Linked DNA regions of Astyanax mexicanus: region 1 is linked to region 2. The links are chromatin contacts, called in public Hi-C maps. All regions are on one chromosome and are shown on one strand. Each heading gives the region's core, a stretch centred on a gene start, on an enhancer-like site or on the middle of the called end of the contact. The rest is flanking DNA. Distances are from core to core; before and after follow the strand shown. Region 1 holds the start of epb41l5 (erythrocyte membrane protein band 4.1 like 5). Region 2 overlaps epb41l5 (erythrocyte membrane protein band 4.1 like 5).

Region 1 (7,828 bases), core at 4,752-7,251, 45 kb before region 2:
TGGAAAGTGTGTGTATGTATGTGTGTGTGTGTGGACATGGGCGTACATTACTGTTTCCATTTGTGCCTCTTGGAGTTGCAGGTAATTCACATTCAGCCTAATCGCCACAGCTTCTTTATAGCTATTAATTGCTGATCTCAGAACAGCCCAGGAGACTTGACTGTTCTCAGATCAGTAAAACTGAACGAATGAAATGAGGCCTGATTGTCGTCTCAGCAGCACATTCAGGAGTTACTATCTGCTACGTCTGCACTAAACTCATTACCAGCATAAATACAGACAAACCATCCATTAGCGTACAGCTTTACCCAATTTCGGCTCTTAACTGTGGCCTGGATCTGATATTGAGTCCTCTAAATCTATCCTGATCTTAAATCAGCTGTTTAATAGTGCCGCCAAATTATTGTAAGACTGCCAGTGATGCCACAGTTGTAAGTAGTGGGGGTTCCACACTGTCCATGCTGTCGTAGCATGTACAGAATTAGAAGTTAGTGCTCTCCTCCAAGCGTGTTGAGCCCCAGTGGTGTTTATAATTAGCAGCAGATTAAAAAGGTGTGGAGATTTGAGTGTGATCCATCTTGGAGGAATACCGTGACATTTAAGCTAGAACTGAATTCTCCGTTAGACATTGGAACAAAATGAAAAGTAATGACAATTAAACATTAAGCTATAAACATTACACATTACAGTACTCTTCAAAAGCTTGTAGTTTTACATTAGTATATACATACTAAATTATACTTTCTAAAATTTTAATACCGTAAAATGGACATAAGGCCCTTTTCTACTTAAATTTCAATATTTTGCCTATTACAAAGTGATGTTTCATTATAACAGGTAGTGTATAAATTGCCCTTCAAAACTATAGGCTCTTGTTTTCAGTTATTACATTTGGCAAGATTTAAATGTTTTGAGGAAGATGAAATTATAATATCAGATAGTATCAGTAATATAAGTTATTGCTAGTAATACTAGGAAATAATTCTGAAGGCAACTCATTGTATTAGATGTCGAAATTCATTGAGTTTTATTCTTCCATGTCATTGTATCAACTAAAACCTGCCCTTTGTACTGAGGTAGACAATTTGATGAATATGAGTGCTATAGATAATTCTACCCAAATACATATTTGTTTTTAATACGGTAAATATACATTGAAAATGATTACAGTCCAGAAGGCATTGAGGCATCAGCACGGCTCCATGGGGGTCGATCTTTGCTCTCATGTAGCTGTGTGTGTGTGTGTGTGTGTGTGTGTGAGTGTGAAAGAGAGAGAGAGAGAAAAAAAAAAGAGAGAGGTGTTGTCTGTGCTTGATAGCACTGTATGTTTCTAGTCTGTGTTTGTGACAAGGCTGCGTTTAGTATTTAATGTGTGTGTGTGTGTGTATGTATAAGTGTGTGTGAGAGGCTCTGAGCCTGGCCTTAGAAGTTTGTGTTTTAAAGGAGTAGTCTGTTGAGTGTTCACATGATCAGGTTTTCTTTTTACACTAATCGCAAAAAGTGTCAGACGTTTGTTTTTGTTGTTACTCACAGATGTAACCAGAGCAAACAAGCTAAATAGATTTTTGATTATTGATAGACTTCCTCAGCTGTTCTAACAAAGTTAAAATATCTAGTAACCAATCAATACATCCCATTAGATGAGCTAATAGATATCCCCCAATCAGATAAGCTAATGGAGCTAAATAATACATCCCTTCGAATGGGCTAACATCTAATTGATATCCCTCTTCATATAGTCACTGTCCAATGAAAAACAAGTATCTCCATTCTTGTCGATTTTTAGGTTACTACATAGTTTAAACAGGCAGACTGTCCCTTACAGTGTGTCAACATTTCTTGGTGAATGGACCAATAGAAATATTTACAAATTACCTAAATTTTACATTGACTTCCATTGAAAGATTACAAGGTTTTTTTTTTTCTCTCTCCTGTAAAGTTGCTGTTATGGTGATGCTTGTTTTTCATTGGACAGCGACGGAATGAGCAAACAGAGCTAATCTATACACCACTTTAGATTAGCTAAATGAAACATTCTTTCACAAGAGTTAACAAAGCTAACCAATTTGTCTGTTCAAATGAGCTAACAAACTAAACAAGCTAATACATACATCCGTTCAGATGAGCTAAACCTTTTTTAAAGTTTATCTTCCGATGAGTTAATGAGCCAACAGAGCTCATAGATGCATCATTTCAGATTAGCCAACAATGCTAATAGCAACACCTCTTCAGATTTGCTAACGTAGCTGTATTATTAACCCTTTCACATTTAAGAGCTAATCAATTTATCCCTTCAGATGAGCAAACATTGCTTACAGATAAACCCCTTCAGTTGAGTTAACAGAACTGACCAATTTGTCCCTTCAGATGAGCTAATTTAGCTATCCTTTACAACGTTTCAAATGAGTTAACAGAGCTAACCAATGTGTCCCTTCAGATGAGCTAACATTGCTAATAGATACACCCCTTCAGTTGAGTTAACAGAACTGACCAATTTGTCCCTTCAGATGAGCTAATGTAGCTATCTTATAAACACTTTCAAATGAGTTAACAGAGCTAATAGATACACCCCTTCAGAAGAGCTAATATAACTAAAAGATGAGCTAACAGAGCTAAAAGATGCTTCTCCTCAGATGAGCTAACAAATCTTACCAGTATATCCTTTCAGATTAGCTCAAAAAAAGCTAAAAGATACATCCCTTTAGTTGACCTAACAGGGCTCAAACACTATTTAGGGCAAGCTAACAATTTTGAGCTAACAGGGTTAATAGGGCTTATAGAAAAACCCTTTCAGATGAGCAAACAATGCTAATTAATGGATCCCTTCACTTCAGGTGAGCAGGTGGAGCTAATAAACACGCTCCTTCAGATGAGCTAACAAAGCTAATAAATAACCTACAGTCCTTTGGATTAGCAAACAAAGCTCAAAGGTATAGCTACCCTTAAGAAAATGCTCAAAAAGCTAATAGACACCGCCCTTTCAGATAAGCTAACAGAGATAACCAATATGCCTCACAAGCTCAGCTGAAGTAGCTAAAATAAACACATCCAGCTAAACAATATATTTCCCTGCATGAGCTAATAAGCTAACAGTGCTACCCAAAGGCTGCAACGTCTATTTCCAAACTAACATCAGGTAGAGCAGTTAGCGGAAAAAAAAAAACACCAGAACTGCCAGCACTACCAGAACACTGCTCTTTTTGGGGGCTAGCTAACATTTATATTTACACCTAAATATTATTCTTAAAATGTGGATTTGTCAACAAACTACTCCTTTAATAATTGTAGTGTGTTTGGGAGATTCAAGAGAGAAAGTTGGCCTTTTTTGGTCGACAGTTTCTCGTGTTTACTTAGCGTAGCAAGCCTGAATCAGACAAAGTATGCTAAAGTTTTTTTTTTCCAGCCGTTTTCTGAGCTTTATCTATAGCAGAAGCCTCTGAGCCCATGTCCCATCTCACCAGCTGTCTCTCACGCCCTGTTTACGAATGCTGCTTCTCAAACTGGTTGCGATTTACCAATAAATCTACTGGACATTAAGAGTCCCGTGGACATGGAGTCTGTGGAGGATTCTTCCAGTGGTACAGAGCACTGGTCCAGGCTTGAAACTCTACTACTAGGTACCAAGTGACATTTAATCTGAAGATTATAGGACAATATTGGGTGATTAGGTTTTAGGACCAATCAATATCTCTGCTCTTGAATGTCCATTTAAACTTCTCCAGCATATGATTCAGGTTTGGGTGTGTTGAGTTAATAAATATAGAGCGTTTTTTCAAATGAAATGTTTTCTGCCTTGTGGAAAAGGACAGCACTTTTCGAGAGAGGATCATGAAAGCTACTCAAACATGCATAATGAAACATTTATAAAGTCTTGTTGACATTATATTTATCTTTTTTTTCTTACGTACACCTGCAAGAGAAAGAAAAAGTCAATTGTGCCACTTGTTAATTTTGTAAATATTCTAGTGTGAATACAATGTTGTATATTAAAAAAAAACCTTTAAAAATAAAAGAGAAAATGTGATGTGTGTGATGGTATTATTTTCTGATAAATGACAAATTTGCAACTCAGTATAGCAGAAAAAATTATCTGTATTACATACCCTTTGTTTTGCTTCAACTCTCAATACTTTGAGTGATAAGTCATTACTTTTTCTGTGCCTCTCACTGGCCACTTTATCGGAAACACCATCATTTGTGTTTCCACTCACTAGATACTTTATTAGAAATACCAATCTTGTGCTTCCACTTACTGGACACTTTTAGAAATGCCTACCTTGTGGTTACACTCACTGGCTTCTTTATTAGAAACACAGACCTTGTGCAGTCACTTACTGGCCACTTTATTAGGAACACCTTTGAAATTTCAGTCTCTGGCCACTTTATTAGAAATCCCCACCTTAAGATTTCAGGCTCTGGCCACTTTATTAGAAACCCCCACCTTGAGATTTCAGTCTCTGGCCACTTTACTAAAAACCCCCACCTTGAGATTTCAGTCTCTGGACACTTTATTAGAAACACATACTTTGTGCAGTCACTCAGTGAAATATTATTAGAAAGCTCCACCTTGAGATTTCAGTTTCTGGCCTATTTATTTAAAAAAAACTACCTTGTATTACATAGGCCACTTAATTAGAAACACCTACCCTAAACTTCAACTCAATGGCCAATTTATTAGAAACTTGTGCTCCACTTGCTGGCCACTTTATTAGGAACACCTAACTTGTAAACACGTTCAAGTCTTGTGAGGTCCATGCCTCAATAGTGCCACAAAATCTTAGACAGGGGGTCTTAATGTTATGGCTGACCCATATATGCCACAACTACAATGCTTTTCATTAAAATATGATCTGTGTCTAGGTTTCAGTAAACATGGGAATGGATCTGCTAATAAAGCACTCTTGATCCAAAGATCTAAGATCCAAACAGCAGATGAGTTTATGAGTTTTATGAGCTTATATTAATTAAATCTGTGGTGGTTCATGACAAGTTTGGAATTCATGCATCAGAGATTTTAACACAGGTAATAAAACCCTGTGAACAACCAGGGGGTGGTGCTGTGGTACCTGCAGGCCTGTGAAGGAAAATCATGAAAATCATCAGGGGTTCCCAAACTTTCATAAACTTGTCAAACGTTCATGATTGCACTGGGTTTTATGTAGGGGTTTCAGAGGAAGTAGTGCTTTTTCACATCACATTTTTTTTAATAAAAATTTTTAAAACCACGTATTATTTTTGTTCCACTTCACAAATTATGTGCTATTTTGTGTTGGTCTATCACTTCAATCTCAATAAAATAAATGTAATTTTGTGATTGTAAGAAGACAAAATGTACAAAAATTTCAAAGGATATGAAACTGAATCAAGTTCTTTGATTGTGCTACTTATAGGTATATATTTTAGTAAAATGAACATTGTTGTTTTATTCTATAAACTACAGACAAATTTCTCCCAAATTCCAAATAAAAATATTGTCATTTAGAGCATTTATTTACAGAAAATGAGAAATGGCTAAAATAAAAAGAGTTTTCAGATCTCAAATAATGAAAAGAAAACAAGTTCATATTCATATTTTTTTTCAGAAATCAATATTTGGTGGAATAACCCTGGTTTTAAATAAACGTTTTCATGCATCTTGGCATGTACCCCTCCACCAGTCTTACACACTGCTTTTTGGATCACTTTATGCCACTCAAAACATCATCCATCCATCCATCTATCATTTATCTTTCTCTTGATTATATTCCAAAGTTTTTTGAATTTGGCAAAATCGAAGAAACTCACCATTTTAAGTGGTCTCTTGTTTTTTTTTCAGAGCTGTATGTAAAAGTTGTATCATATGATATCCGACGGTGATGAGACTCTGTGAAGCTAATTGCTAAGATTAGCCCCCGGCTGTCCTTCAGCGCTGCTCCTTTAAATCTCAATCCTCTTTTAGGGATTTCAGGAACGTCATTTCCTGAAGGAGGGAGCAGATCCTCCTCCTGTAGCTCTGGGGGAGAGACAGAGCGAGTATAGTGGAGAGAGAGAGCGGGGCAGCGGGCTGGCTGGCGGGGTGTTGTGGTGGAGCTGAGCGGTGGATATGAGCTCCTCGGAGCGCGGAGCTGCTTTGTGATCGATGCGCGGGTGGAGGAGCTGTGTTTACCCGGACTGAGAGTGAGTAAACTCGGCCTGCGGGCTTCAGACTTTCCGCCTGTTTTGGATCAACAAGTGGCGTAGCGGTCAGCGGCTCAGCTACCCTTACTAACACCAACTAACACTGCTCACACACACATACTGACCCACAGCGTCCTCAAGCCCGGTCCAGTCCGCGCTCAGGTTATTAAATATCACATTATAAAACCCTCTATATGTTTATTTGTTGATTTAGATAGCTATCAGACTGATGCGCGCGCGGGATAAAGGGACAGAGGGAGAGAAGTGGAGAACAGCAACAGGTTGGATCCGAATCATCAGTATCTAATGTTTCATTTGGGAAAGAGTCGGTTCTTTGAGTCGACTCGGTGTTCAGGTCCCCGCTGGGATGCGATTCACGTTAAAGAGCCGAGTTTTAGACTTGTGTAGGGATGGGAACGATCCAGTAACAGGTTTTTTTTTTATCGATGGCGGTCTATCGGGAAATTCATGCTAGGTGTAGTATAAATGGAGAATAAAAAGAACGAATCGGATCCGATTCTGCAGTGAATCGATCACCGTGTGCTGATTTGTTGGAGTTTTAGACTAGTAAAGTTAGAGCTGTGGGTTAAAGGAGAGCTCCGGTGTAAAATTGACTTTTGGTGTAGTAAAACATGATTTAAAAAGTACTTAACTTCGATGAATAGCACATCTCCATTCTCCCACAGTGTTCCAAGATCCAGAAATTTTAACTGTTTGTCCAAACACCCTTCAGACTGGGTGACACGGGACATAATTTGCTCCAATAAATCGCTTTTTCCACCGTTATCCAGCTCAAAGTAGCTCCACACCTCCTTGCTAGAACCCGGAGAGCCCTGACATTTAAAACGAGGCATTAATAACTTCAAAAGTGCACATGAAACACTGTTTACATCCTATAACCTGAGCTTCTGCTCCGTACACCGCCATCACTGTGTACTGATAATAACTGATAATAATATATACATACACTTCGGATAGCATAGGCTATGTTGAATCTAAGGCTAAGTTGTGGTTTACCCCAGGAACAGATGCTAACTGTAAAATTTAGCTATGTATACAAGATCAAGGACAAACATGGTTATATAAGTATATAAAGAAAAATTTGATTCTACTCATTATTAGTCTTACAATATGAGTAACAGGGTTGCGTTCACTGAGTGACACACACAGATTGGACAAACATATTTGGGAAAAAAAAAACTTGAAAATTGTTAGAGCACTTACTCTTGCAGAAAATGTCCTTGTGATGTAACTTCCTTTGTGCCAGTAGACAAATATTTTCAACTCTTTCTCTACCAGGTAAAATTCCTTATGGTAACAGGGTTGTGCGCATGTTGTGGGACACAAATTTATAGCATAAAAACTGTAACATGCAATACAGTGTAGACCAAAGAAGTTGTTTTCATAAGTAAAGGAGATGCATATCAACAATAAACAAGAAGAAGTCATTTATTTAGAGCTTTTTTTAATTGTTAAATTTGAGTTGGTCACCCAATGTGTGGGACAAGAGAAAACGGCCATTTTTTGAGGTGGTCCAAAGGTATTCTGTCTTTTGAATAATATCTTAGGAGCTTATTTTTCCACCATATTTTACAGTTTGTCTTATCACAAGTACATTGTTCACAAAAAACAGTCATTTAGATATTTTGGATATGTACATTTAAAATGTAAG
Region 2 (7,955 bases), core at 3,959-6,458:
CGTATCTTGGTAGAACCCCAGTTGTTAAGGCTCTTTCACACAGTTTTTTTTTTTCCCCCCACATATAAAAAAAAAATTATGCGATTTTTAACACAGGACCTTTTGCCGCAGGTAAGTTCCTTTACACATGATTACACGAGTGGAAGTAAAGAAGTGTTTCAGGAACTGTTTGGTTCTCACCTTCTTCCCTGTTTCCTCTTTACCCAGCATGGCCGCCGCGGCCGGCCTGCTCGAGACGTGCGTGGACGAGGTCATCCTGGTGCCCGTTCCCATAGCAACGGCGGGTTTGGAGGAGGAGCTGTGCCCTGGTGCCGCTCACCCTTCACGAAGTGCAGCTGCTGAGGAGAACCTGACACTTACAGGTGAGACACACACACCCAGACACACATATTTTATCATTGCTAACCTTGTGAGGACAGTCCATTCACATAATAATAATTGTAGCCAGTTTATACTACCTCTACACCTATACCTAACTCTAACCTTAACCTCAGTTACTCAAAGTAAATAATTTGTCTTCTTTAGATTTTCTAATTAAAGTACAATTGTTTGTAAAAAAAAAAAAAAAAAAAAGCCCTTCAAAGTTCAGAGGACAACAAAATGTCCTCATAAATGGGACGTTGAGGAGGATCAGGAGATTCTGGTTCGAATCCAGGTCATGCAGCTTGCCGTCAGCTGCCCGAGCCTTGAGAGAGCACAATTGGCCTTGCTCTCTCTGGGTTTGTAGATTGCGTTCTTCCTAGGTTGATGTTGATCAGCTTATGGCGTCTGATGAATCAGAACCGAGACTCTGCGCTTTCCTCCAAGCGCGCTGGCTACTCTACATGTGCTCGTCTTCACCCTCCTTGTGTTGTGGCATCACCTGTGATTGTGGCTATATAGCTGAGCAGCAGCTGAATGAGTGGGACAATTAGCCTAGCTAAATTGGGAGAAAATGAGTAAAAAAGTCCTCATAAATGACCGTTTATGACGTACCGCTATGCTTGTGAGGACATGTAATTCTCACAATGCTGCCAAAACATGTACACACACACTCACATTCATCACTAAGGGTTTAACAAGTTGATAAAATAACATAATTTGAGAACAAGAAGTTATCATGGCTGTAAGAAAATATGAGCAAATTATGAGATCAGATATTATTATTTAGTAGTAATAATATAATAATTATTTTTCGGCATTTTCTGCTCCATTGCTTTTTTGGCACTGTTTCAATCTGACAGGTTACTGAAGGACAGCATCTGTAATGCAACTGAAACCAGCTTCTAAAACATTAAACATGAGTCGCAGATATTTTCATGACATGTAACATGCATTGTCATGCTCTCTGTTTTTCACATCACCTCCCCCGGTCCTCTCCACTCTGAGGGTCTCGGTGTGTCTGAGTGAGCTGAGTGGTTGGTTAATGCTGAGTGTGTGTGTGTGTCTGCTGTGCTTTCAGAAGCTGCAGCTCGGCTGAAGCAGCTGGAGATCGAGAGTGCGCCGGTTTCTGCTTCTCGCTCCAACATCAACCTCAACATGAACAACCAGGTCAGTGCAGCCGCCCGGAACAGCGTGGTGGAGCCTGTCTGCCTCATACAGTACCAGTCAAAAGTTTGGACACACCTTTAATTCAGTGTTTTTTTTTTTTTGTTATTTTAAAATGTTCTGCATTGTAGCTTAATACTAAAGATATCCAAACTATGAAATTATTGAACAAAACAGAATATGTTTTATATTTTAGGCACCTCTTGCTTAGATAACAGTGTTACACATCTTGGCTGGATTTTCTCAGGCAGCTTTATTAAGTAGAGTCACCTGGAATTTTCAGCTTTCAGTTAACAGCTGTGCTAAACAACATCAGTTGTAAAGTTGTGAAGAGGTAACTAAATAAAGGGAAAAAATACATTAAGAAATAAAATCAGTCAATCTGAAAAATTTCAAGATCTTTGAAATTATCTTCAATTGAAGTTGCGAAGATTGTCAAAAACGTTGTGATGAAACTGGCCCTCATCAGGACCACTACAGGTAAGAAAGACCAAGCCTTACCAACCTCAGCCTCAGAAACCAAGACAGACGAGAGAACAGGATAGCGTAACTGTCACAAATATTGATGATCATTCCTATATAAACACAATGGGTGACATTGAGGTCATACTAATATATTGTACGAAACATTGATAGTGTAATTATTGTGAACGGCCTAGTGATTACAGATTATTAGGGGTTGACAAGCTCAGCTCATAGGCCAGTGACACTTGTGTGTGTGTGTGTGTGTGTGTGTGTGTGTGTTCATTCAGGAGGATGTGCTGAAGCTTACAGATAAGTGTCTGAGCAGCGTGGGCAGCAGTCCAGCGCTGAGTCAGCTGACCGCTCCAGATGAGCTCAAGAGCAACATCCTGAAAGCCCAGGCAGAGGCTGCACTCAGGGTAACATACACACACACTCTTACACACACACTCTTACACACACACACACCGCACAGAATAAGGCTGTTCTTTATTTTAAAGGTAAAATATATCCAGTGCTTCATATGTGCTCTAAGATGCTTGAGCACAGATATGAATAATTTTCAAATCACATTTTTTTTTATGATAATCATTTCTTGTATTCAGGAGTTTGCTCATGTGACATCCAGTAATTTTTAAATAAAACTACAATGTGAAAAATAAATACCCAGAAAGTTTTGTAAAAGTCATGGAAATTTGATCTAAAAATATTTGTGTGTTCCATTTATTGACAAAGAAAAGCTATTTTGAGCTAACAAATAAATCATCATCAGTCAGTTCACTAGGACAGGCCTAGTGAGTTCATCTCGTAATTTGGTTACAAAGGTTTTAAAAAATGTATTTACAAAAAAATAATGATATTAATGATTATTAATAATGTTAAAAGAAAATGATCAAAACGAACAGAACAAGTTCTTTGTCGTTTTTCTTAAAACTAAACTTACGTGACTTAACTGTACAAATGTGGATTGTCTTTGTTCAGGGTGTGAAAGAGGAGGCAGGAGCAACTGGAGAAAAGAACTGTAACCTGCAGGAAGCAGCAGCCAGGTGAGATGATCGATGACGAACTCTAGGAAAGCTGGAAAAATATTTGTTATAAATTAGGGGAGTCAGTTGATTTTAAAAAAGTATTGTGATTAATCACACTTTTTCTTCTTCACACTTTTAAATTGGCAGAATTTAATGGGGTAAATTGCTAAAAAAAAAATAATAATTGTATTGAATGCAACAATATTCAGTGTGAAAATTATGATATTTTTTTTAGCTGACCGTTCCCTCTATTTTTGAGAGGGGAGGCTATAGTAATAACAGTGTAGTGTTGTGGAGTTTAGGGCTGGCAGAGTAGAATCTTTTTTTTTTTTTTTTTTTTTTTTTACTGTATTCTAATACTTTAAGGCAAGTTTAATGCTTTTTTTTTAATGGAGAGTATTTTCATGTGTTGAGTTTAACGTACAGCTTGTTAGCAAGTGTGAAGTGTGTGTTGGTGAGGTAAGGAGGTGGTGAGTGAAGTTATTTATCTTCTTAACACATCAGTAAATGTCACTGTGTTATATCTCTGTATGGTCTTTGTAAACTTTGTCACAGGATTAAATTGAACATTTTTATGTAATATGTATCTTTCTCTCTCTCTCTCTTTCTCTCTCTCTCTCTCTCTGTCTCAGGCTGAAGGGACGTGGTGGGCGGATGGGCAGCACCTCCTCTCTGACGGTGAGCGGCTTTGCAGAGCGGCAGGAGCCCAGGGAGGCTCTAAAGCAGCCTGTCCTGCAGCCGTCCAGCAGGTCAGTCCAAAAAAAAACAAAAAAAAACAGCACAGTCACAAAAGACCACTGTGTGTGTGTGCACATGTGTGTGTGTGTGTGTGTGTGTGTGTGTGTACTTATTAAGAAGTAGTGTAGTGTATATGTGAGTAATCCTGCTGGGTCAGTGGTGGAGACAGTGGAGCGTGGGGCTGAATCTGGGGCACACTCAGATTAAAGGAGGCACCTGGTCCTCCCCCTGCTGGAGGACGGAAGTCGGGGATGCTTTAGTGTGACTGATACCTGAGGCGTCTTCTGTTGCTAGGGTTGTACAAACATTTATTTGAATGAGAAACTGTGTAGTTGTGTTTGTTTTTAGTTGAAAATACTGTGCTGCCCAACTGGACTGTAACTGTAGATAACTGTGAATGGCAGATTGAGAAAATACGCTAACCCACAGACTGTAAAAAAGATGGACGTCATGTCGCCGTTCCCATTCATTCAATGAAAATGAACCCAAAATCTTTCGCCATGTTGGTGATCCTGATACCCGAGTCTGCGCAGTAGAGACCAGAGGATGGAGAAAGACCGTGGACTGTGGAAACACAGCCCACTCATTTAAATAACCCCGCCCCAGAGTGTGAAAGTTCAATTAGCAGGGTAAGAGCTCAGTTTTGCTCAAAATATTGCAATGCACACAACATTATGGGTGACATACCAGAGTTCAAAAGAGGACAAATTGTTGGTGCACGTCTTGCTGGCACATCTGTGAACAAGACAAGTCTTTGCGATGTATCAAGAGCCACGGTATCCAGGGAAATGTCAGCATACCACCAAAAAGGACCAACCACATCCAACAGGATTAACTGTGGACGCGAGAGGAAGCTGTCTGAAAGGGATGTTCGGGTGCTAACCCGGATTGTATCCAAAAAAATACATAAAACCACGGCTGCTCAAATCACGCAGAATTCAATGTGCACCTCATCTCTCATGTTTCCACCAATACTGTCCGTCACCACAATAAATTATATTGTGGTCTAAAACCAGGTGTTTCAGTTTCATTGTCCAACCCCTGTTTCTTCTATCTGTCTAAACTAATGCTAATCTAATTCAAACAGCCTTGTGTTCAGGTCTTTTCTATGAGCTTATAAGATTGAAAACCAAGACATTTGAACCATTTCCAGCTCTTTGTTGCCATCTAGAGGAATAGTGACTCAGTGCACTGCACACGGTCATGTCACGTGATTCAAGTTCTGCCTGGATACTTGTTGTCTTTACATAACTAGAGTGTGCTCTGATGCAGCAGATAAACACAGTACAATTAGGCAATATCTGCTCTACAGTGACCATTGTCTGCTCAGTGCTGATATTCACCCTGACAAAGTAAAGGTAGCTACATACCTTCACCAAGATGAAGGAAACGAGGGAACACACAGGCTGTAATGCGGAGAACGAGCTGCGGTCCCCGTATATACACCCTGCACACGTCACCGCTCTGACTAAGCGCTCCGGATTTGAATAAATTCTCCATTGTGTGGATGTTAATGTGCTCTACTTTTTCTCTGCTTTCTTCCAGCAGCTTGAATTGCTGGTTTAATTATCTGTAAACTGGCAGGAGGGGAGCAGATGTGAGCGGGGCTGGTGAATAACCCACATGCTGAGTAATTAAAAGCCTAGTGTTTCAGGACTGCACACAGGAGAATCTCGAGCTTCTGTTGGGGAATTAGTGTATTGACGACTTGCAGATATATAGAAATGGTCAAAGTATAAATACATGGAAAATAATGTTTCCAAGATTTATTAAACTGTATTTTTCGCACCAGTCGCACCATCAATGAACATCTATTTCCTGGTCTATTTTCTTACATAAGGCACACTAGATTATATGGCGCATTTTAAGACACATTTATAAGAAAATTCTATCTCAGCAGGTCTCGCCACTGGGGGGTGGTGGGGGGGTAGCTATGTAAAGCTAAAAAGTAAGTAAACAAAACTGTAATAAAAAAAAGACTTTAAAATTAAGTCAAACAAGCGCTGAAAAATGTTTATTTGTGTGAGTAAAGTGCTTCGGTTTATTTACAGTAAGCTTAGATTCACAAATTTCTCCAGCACTAAGGCTGGAGCATTAGCATTAGCAGCTAACAGCTCCAGCAGTGCTAGCCAGGGATAGGAGCAGGCTACAGGCCGATAATACTCCCCTCTGAGCGGTGAAATAGCGAGCGCAATTAGCGGGTAATGCTAATACTCCAGCCTTTTGTGAATCCAGAAATTTGTGAATCTAAGCTTACTTTAAATAATCTGAAGCAATTTACTCACCGAAATAACCATTTTTCAGCACATTTTTCAGCGCTTCTACCCCAGTAGGGCTAGCCGGGTAAGGAGCAGACTACAGGTTGATAATACTCACCTCTGAACAGGGAAATAGCGAGCGTGGTTAGCAGGTAATGTTTATGCTGCTCCAGCAGGCTACTGGCTGATAATATCCCCTTTGAACGGGGAAATAACAGTTAGCGGCTAATGTTAATGCTACTCTAGCCTCAGTGCTGCAGAACTAATCTGAAACTCCTGAATAACACTGCAGTTTGATGGAGTGGCTTTAAAAAAAAAGAAAGAAACAAATAAGCTGCCTCTTTCTCTTCTGATGTACCTTTAGCCTCTACCATCTCTTCTGTCCATTCTCTACTTTCTTTAAAACAAACTGGACCTTAGCTGAACTTAACTGCATCAGTAAGCCCTAATGACCAGGTTCTGTTGGCTATAATACTGCCTCCACCATGTTTAACCGATGGTTTAAAGGAAATTCTCACTTCATCTTTCATCTTCTAGGTTTGCTGTGTTCTGAACAATTGTGTCTGTGGGTTCTGTGTATTGGGAGTGTGGTTCAAGTCACTAGTAGATTAAACAAAAATCACAGGCCTCTTTAATGAAATGATTAAAATGTGATCTAAGGTCTGTGTGTCTGTGTGTGTGTGTGTGTTGTTGTCTCTCCTCAGCCTTGAAGTGAAAGGGGACGAGTTTGCTTCTTCTGTGGCCAGCTTACCAGTAGAGCCAGTGAATGAAGCCCATCCAGCCAAGGTAACAAAAACCTCTGTGTGCCAGACCACAGCAGTCCAGCTGCTGCACTTCTGCAGCACATCACTCAGCGTCTGGCAGTCATCCGTCCATAAAGTGCATCCAAAAATGTGAACTTGGCTAACAGTGAAGGAGATGGCTTTATGGCTGGTTGTCCTCCATTAGTTTTTATTCATTCTGCTTTATTTACACACTATGAGAAATCATTTGTAGAGTTCTTCATCTTCAAATCACAAATATTAATAGAGAGTTTGACCCTGCTTTACGACCATAACAGCTTCTAGTTCTTAGGGAAGGTTTAGAAGAGAATAAAAGCTGGTTCTGTTGCCATTCAGATGTGAGTATTATCGTATTGGCCTGTAACCTGCTGCTAACCCCAGCTAGCACTGCTGGAGCAGCATTAGCATTAGCCGCTAATGGCACCTTAAAATCTAGTGCACCATATAAATGTATAAAAAAAATAAATACATAAAAAATTCAACAAAAATATCTTGAAAAAAAAGTGTTTTTTTTTTTTTATATTGTAAATTTAATATTAAAGATATTAGTTATTCAGAAACACATGCGATATTGTTCTGTGAACACAATACAATGTATTGTGGTGTTTTTTATTTTTTTGTATTTCTACTTGATCTTTAACACAAGCTCTTAAACTGGATAAAGATTCCAATAAACAAAGTAGTAGTAGATAAACATTGTAGTTTTTACATTTATTTATTGAACATTTTTTTCTGAAAAACTTACTTTCAATAACTCATGTCACCCTGTTGAGTAGCAACATCTTTATAATGATCATTCCTCTTCAAAATGCTGGCGCAATTTGGATATTATAATTTGATGTCAGACTTTCATTCCCACAACATGATGCTGCCACCCCCATGCTTAACAGAAGCACCTAATGGCACCTTAAAATCTGGTGCACCATATAGTGTAAAAAAAAATTAAACAACAAACATCTTACAAAAAAGTGCATGCATATAAACTGCAATCAATTAAATACAAGTACATACAGTGAATAACAAAACTGCTTTCAAGAATATTTAATATTGCAATATTAGGAAATGTATCTTTTGTATATCAGGATATACGTATATTAGGATGTGTACATTCTTTTGGTAATGTTATTGTGTGCAATGTAATATGGCATACCCCTAATATA

What was found. A called contact is a pair of places that touch in the nucleus more often than the background predicts.
Region 1: a Hi-C map of muscle shows a contact between it and region 2, with 12 times the contacts expected there. The contact joins the promoter of epb41l5 here to the enhancer-like site in region 2. A contact is called at or near these places in 2 of 3 Hi-C or Micro-C datasets (both in muscle).

The regions. Positions count from the first base shown.
Region 1 is chr11:11,849,196-11,857,023 of AstMex3_surface, reverse strand. It overlaps epb41l5 (erythrocyte membrane protein band 4.1 like 5), which reads left to right and starts at 6,001. Exons shown (of 25, transcript XM_007260573.4): 1 at 6,001-6,156. ptpn4a (protein tyrosine phosphatase non-receptor type 4a) reads left to right here. Exons shown (of 27, transcript XM_022680487.2): 27 at 1-4,024.
Region 2 is chr11:11,803,739-11,811,693 of AstMex3_surface, reverse strand. epb41l5 (erythrocyte membrane protein band 4.1 like 5) reads left to right here. Exons shown (of 25, transcript XM_007260573.4): 17 at 208-362; 18 at 1,442-1,530; 19 at 2,280-2,408; 20 at 2,971-3,035; 21 at 3,650-3,766; 22 at 6,718-6,799. Among protein-coding and RNA genes, the nearest start is that of ramp1, 14 kb to the right of the region's middle. Within about 2 kb of position 5,208, the one cell type or tissue checked has an H3K27ac peak away from gene starts, as active enhancers do.